Linked DNA regions of Mus musculus: region 2 is linked to region 1. A link is a contact called in public Hi-C data. All regions are on one chromosome and are shown on one strand. The core of a region is the stretch at or near the end of the contact, and the rest is flanking DNA. Distances in the headings are between cores, read along the strand shown.

What was found. A called contact is a pair of places that touch in the nucleus more often than the background predicts.
Region 2: a contact with region 1 is called in a Hi-C map of the N1E-115 cell line, with 7 times the contacts expected there. The contact joins two enhancer-like sites. A contact is called at or near these places in 3 of 39 promoter capture datasets (hippocampal neurons, liver and pre-B cells), 5 of 15 datasets of contacts at CTCF or cohesin (the NIH/3T3 cell line, embryonic stem cells, large pre-B cells and 2 more), 14 of 484 Hi-C or Micro-C datasets (the AML12 cell line, the Ba/F3 cell line, the C2C12 cell line and 6 more), 1 of 115 datasets of contacts at active chromatin or transcription factors (the NIH/3T3 cell line) and 1 of 9 other capture datasets (embryonic stem cells).

Annotation. Positions count from the first base shown.
Region 1 is chr15:34,741,844-34,744,814 of GRCm38.p6, reverse strand. No RefSeq gene overlaps it. Among named protein-coding and RNA genes, the nearest start is that of Nipal2, 65 kb to the right of the region's middle. Within about 2 kb of position 1,559, at least 20 of the 459 cell types and tissues checked have an H3K27ac peak or open chromatin away from gene starts, as enhancers often do. A contact at or near this core is called in the N1E-115 cell line, where this site is marked.
Region 2 is chr15:35,352,093-35,355,063 of GRCm38.p6, reverse strand. No RefSeq gene overlaps it. Among named protein-coding and RNA genes, the nearest start is that of Vps13b, 18 kb to the left of the region's middle. Within about 2 kb of position 1,518, at least 3 of the 459 cell types and tissues checked have an H3K27ac peak or open chromatin away from gene starts, as enhancers often do. A contact at or near this core is called in the N1E-115 cell line, where this site is marked.

The DNA.
Region 1 (2,971 bases), core at 310-2,809:
ATAATGCCTTCATAATCTGAAAAAATGGCTGTTCCATAAAATATTAAGGTGATGGAGCTGTCTATAAGCAGGAGCTTCCAGAGAAGGAAGAATATTCCTTACAGTGCACCAGGGAAGCCAGATAGCATATGACAAGGACTATACCATTCACAGACCAGACTTCATTAATAATAAACCTTGTTAATTCAAGGAGTGTTAGATGCAGGACTAAACATGAAGATACAGCAAGGAAAGCCCCACCTTTGTGTTTATGGTGGTGTCGAGGGGTCAGTAGCTAGTTATACAAATGAAACCGAAGGATTAAGCATAGAATTGTTTAGGGGAGAGTCTAATGTCTCTTCCACTCTTGTGGGGTCAAGGTGGCTCCCATAATGAAGTAATTTATAATTCCATATCTTAACGGAAACGAGGAAAAGGATATGGAAGGGGACACACTGAGAGAACGAGACCCTGAGTGTGGTAGAACCCAGGGAAGAGAAAGCATTTGCAGGTCTCCATCTCCAGGACAGTGTCCAACATGCATTTGACATCTAACCAGCACTGTGATGGAAGACAGAAGGAAGGACATTGGCCTCCAGAACCACCCGAAACACAAAACTGCAAGGCTTTCAGAAAGGCATAGAGAGCAGAAAGGACAAGAACTGAGACATGGTGGCCTCGGGGATGAGAGTCTGCAGGGCTCTCCCAAATCACATTACAGAGTTAGGACTCTAGCCTGGAGGTAATGGAAGGCCCTTGAGGGATTCTAAGAAGATCAGATTTAAAGATCCTCCTGGATGCTGGATGCTAGAGAGGATCTAGTCATGAGAAGCCAAATAGAGTCACCCAGGAAGGAGAGCCCAGCAGCCTGATTCTGTTATAAGCGTTTAGGAAGACACTGATTTCGCCTTTTCGTCACTTTCTCTTGGTTCCTTTGGGAAGCTCTAAAGACATGTGGTTGTACTCTCCATGCCACAGCTGTTTGCGGGTGACAGATGGCACCCAGTTGTGTGCCTAGGAGCTCACGTCTTTTCCCCAGAGTATCTTTACTTTGTTTCTCAGCACAGGAAGGAAATACCATTTTCCCAGCTCTTTCTTTAGAAAAGTCACTCCTCATTTGCTTATGAGAGCTTTTGGTCTCTGGACCATGTTTGGATTCCATGCGTGCATTGTGTTGCACTGCGGTCCAGCTCAAGGGTGGCTCTGCCTTTCTTGGTTTTCTGGAGGCAGTGTACTTTCCTCCTGATGCTTATCTTCAATCCCTTTCTCAGAATGTCTTGCCCATGAACTCTCTAACAGCATCACAATCGGTGCCAAGTGGCGTGTTTCAATAGATTTCTCAAATAGGTCAGATACTGAGCCAAAAAAGACAGGATGCCTCAATACAAAGCCGCACATTTCTGAGAATCCTTTAGTAGCTGTCCTCTGCCCTCGGGATAAAGTACACCACCCTCCTCCCCCGCATCCCGTCCCCGTATCTGTTGTTTTGGACAGCCGGCTTCTGTCTTTACTCCACCTTCTTTAAACCCAAGCAAAGTTTTTTGAGCAAAAGGGTGGACCACTAGAGAACTGGAATGGCAGCTTGAACCAGGGGGAAGAGCTCCCCCTGCTGGCGGGTAGATCCGCTGCACTTTAGTCGTGGTTGTCCTTGTATCTCAAAAAGCATTTAGGTGTGTTTTATAAAGATTTTTCGGGTTAAATCGAATCATGTGTGGAAGTGGGTTTAGGGTGTGTACTTTTAGAAGGAAATCCATGACAAATCCTTTCTGTGACACAAGAAAACCTTTTAAGACAGGGAAATAATCACTTATCATCATCATCTCTTATGTCTCTGATGCTATTGGGGCAGCATGCCGAAGGGGTTCTCCTGGGGTGCTGCTCCTGTTGAGAGCGCTGAGGAAAAGGCACAGTAGCTGAATATGATGCCCAATTCTCGCACGTCTGACATTTCCATACCTTACAAAGGAGGCTTTTTTTTTTTTTTTTTTTTTTTTTTTTTTTTTGGCTTGTGTCTATGAAGTGGTTAGTGCTTCTCATAGCTTGACTGGGGGTGGTGTCAGCAGCCCTGGGCTGGCAGATTCAACAAGACCAACGCACGAATTTGGAAAGAAATCAACTCTTCCTATGGGTCTTGGCTCCAGAATGATCAAGAGGAAGAAAGCAGGAGAGGACAAGAGAAACACCGCCTTCATGAGCAGGGTATCAGCCATATTACCCAAAGGAACTGTGTCGGTCACAGTTAGGGTTGTTTTCCCTCCCTCCAGATGTTGTGTGTTACTGAACCTGTAGTTGGTAAGCACATACATGCCCCCCTTAGCAACGGTCAGTGCCGGCATGATGGCTGGCTTCAGGTGTAGAAGCTACAACTGAGCATGAACACACACACACACACACACACACACACACACACACATACACACACATAGTGTGCTGCTGGAACTACTGTATGATCTCTCACGAAACAGAGACCCAGTCTCATTTTGTAAATGCTTGGTCACATGGTAGGATGAAGCCCACATTCAAGTAGATTTGGCCCAAGCAATAAGATTAGGGGTGTAGGCTTGATCTCTTTGCTGGGAATTTGAATATTTCCATGAGCTCTCAAGTGCAAATCCAGCATATTCTTTGACCTGGAATCCCAGGAAGGTGAGCCCTGAGTAGTTTTCAGACTAGATTTCATGGAGCTCCGAGGTTGAAAGAATCAGCTTGCTCTTTTGTAGTTGGATTGCTTGCAACAAAAAAGGAGTAACCAAGGGGATTCCCACTCACCTGGCCATCTACTGGATCCAGAAACCACTGGACCTGAAAATCGTGCTCACAGCACCTTGAGCTAGGGGCATGAAGGAAAATCTAGAGTAAAAAAACAAAAAAGACTTTTGCTTCTTCAATTGAGAGGGCAGACAGGCTACATGCATTTGAAATTGGTTATAAACACTAGACCCACCAGCTACAATTTAGGAGGTCTTATGTGCAGTCTGCCCAGTCCAGGTAT
Region 2 (2,971 bases), core at 269-2,768, 610 kb before region 1:
AACCCAGATGTCCCTCAACAGAGGAATGGATACAGAATGTGGTACATTTACACAATGGAGTATTACTCAGCTATTAAAAACAATGAATTTATGAAATTCATAGGCAAGTGGATGGATCTGGAGGATATCATCCTGAGTGAGGTAACCCAATCACAAAAGAACACACATGATATGCACTCACTGGTAGTGGATATTAACCCAGAAACTTAGAGTACCCAAGATACAATTTGCAAAACACATGAAACTCAAGAAAAGGAAGCCCAAAATGTGGAACAAAATAGCCATGGAAGGAGTTACAGAGACAAAGTTTGGAGCTGAGATGGAAGAAAGGGCCATCCAGAGACTGCCCTACCCGGGGATCCATCCCATATACAACCACCAAACCCAGACACTATTCCATACGCCAGCAAGATTTTGCTGACAAGACCCTGATATCTCTTGTTGAGGCTATGCCAGTGTCTGGCAAATACAGAAGTGGATGCTCACAGTCATCTATTGGATGGAACACAGAGCCCCTAAAGAAGGAGCTAGAGAAAATACCCAAGGAGCTAAAGGGGTCTGCAATCCTTTAGGAGTATTAACAATATGAACTAACCAGTACCCCCCCCCCAGAACTGTGTCTCTAGTTGCATATGTAGTAGAGGATGGCCTAGTAGACCATCAATGAGAGGAGAGGCCCTTGGTCTCGCAAAGAACATATGCCCCAGTACAGGGGAATGCCAGGGCCACGAAGCAGGAGTGGGTGGGTTGAAGAGCAGGGCAGGGGAAGGGTATAGGGGACTTCCAGGATAGTATTTGAAATGTAAATGAAGAAAATACCTAATTAAAACAAAAGCTATGAAATAGCCTTTATCCTTCATCCCTGGAAGATGTAGGAGAGCAACACAACAGCTGCAGTACTGGCCAGCCTGCTCCGGAGAAGGCTGAGCCTCCTCGATAGAATCAGTTCCTAACTTTACCTGTGGGGCAAGTGGACTGTGCCACCAGACAGAAGACCTGTAAGGTGGAAACAGGTTCAAAACCCCTGAAAAATCTCATAATTAAGAATAGCATGTGTTGGAACCAGACCCTGGCCAGACTTACCTGTTCTGGAACACATGACCATGACACAGCACTGAAGTGACCATGACAATCAGTCACATAGCATAAAAACCTGGAGTTCTCCATGCTAATGAGGTGTCTAGAGAGGCCTGAGTGTTCAGCCAATGAGCTCCCTTCCTGGGCATCTTTTCCTGCAAAGGGTATTTACTTCCTGCTTCTTCCTGAGTAAGACATATGCGTTCACATCTGCCGTGAGTTTGGACAAACAAGGATCATCTCCTTTATCAGTGACTGGGGGGAGGGGAGGCTTCGTAGTAAAAAATCCTCCCTAAATCGCTCAGAGAAGGCCTTCTCTCTTTCAACCCTTCTGTACTCTCGGCCATCACTGGGAAACAAACTGGACTCTGCCCAGTCCAAGCGCCTGCCATCACCTTCTTGACTGGTGCATACAGGATGCTAAGATTCTCAGACCACCGTTCTCAACTCCTCTGGGTCCCCAGTAGCGTCTGGGTACACAGGAGATTGAGAACCACAGCATCCTTCCCAGACCCTGCTGTTTCTCACCCGGGGAAACACAGGCTGGGGACTCCCTGTCTTGGACCCCCATCCTTAAGTGGTCTGCCTGCAGCACATGTGTATCCCAGCAGCAAGGCATACACCACAGACTAACATTTACCTATCACCTTAAAGTTCTAAGTATAAGTGCGTAAGTGTAAAGCTCAGAGTGTACGTGAGCTTGGCTAGGGGCTGCCGTTAAATTCGTGTTCTCCTCAGATGCTGAGATTAGGCTTTCAGGAGATGCTCACCAAAGGATCGTTAATTATATCCTGGAACCAATAATAAATTTTAATTTTACGACTCTTGCCCTCAAGTTTTCAGAAGCCTAGGTAGAAGTCACCAGGATGATCATTAAAAAAAGGGAGAGAGAAAGAAAGAAGAAAAGGATTCGAGTATTTTGAAACAAAACAAGTCCCCCAACCTGCTTTTCTAGCATCCCAGGTCTCTGCTGAGTGTCACAGCCTGTGCAGGCCTTCTCACCCCCTGCAGGTGGTGCTGGTACACAGGTTGTCTGGCTACATCTTTAAAGACAGTTATCTCAGCTACTAAAGCTGTTCTCAGTATTTGGTTTAAAGCTGTTGTAATGATCTAAATTACTCCTTCTCTTCACCCCAGTTATTGAGTCACAAAGAAAAACAAATACAGAAAAGGATGAGTCAGCTGGAGGTATCAGAGAGATTATCTGACATCTGATGCTAAATCTACCAGACCCAGCAATGACAAGATGCAGCTGTAGAGGAAAGATATGTTCTCTGTGTGTGTGCGTGTGTGTGTGCGTGTGTGTGCACGCAAACTGTCCTGTAATAGCTCCTGCCCACTTTCCCAAACCTGCAGAATTAGCTGGGCCAGATGGCACAGAACCATTAATCCTAGCATTCAGGAAACAGAGGCAGAGGCAGGCAGATCTCTAGGAGTTTGAGGTTTGAGGTTAGCCTGGTCTACATAATAAGTTCCTGTCTCACCCACACCCCACACCCAAAACAAAACAAAACAAAAAACCTGACGGATTAACCCCAGAGCTGTGTCTCTCACTCTCTCTGTGCTCAGGTGTCACTGGGTATTGGTAGTTGGGACTTCATTTAGAGATCTTTCGCCCCACCCACCAATGGCCCACCTCATCCACCTGCCATCATTAGTAGCTCTGTCCTCCATGGCCTTCCAGATGAATTCACTCAATGCAAATGTATTATAGTGGAATCTCCCACTCAGCTGAGAGCTCTGATAAGCAGGTTTGCCTTTCTCATCCTCTGTCACTAGTGCTTCTCCTGCACCCTGGAACATGTAAACACACATAAATTGAATGAATAAAGCAATCCATAAGAAAATTGCTAGCCAGGCGTGGTGGCGCACGCCTTTAATCCCAGCACTTGGG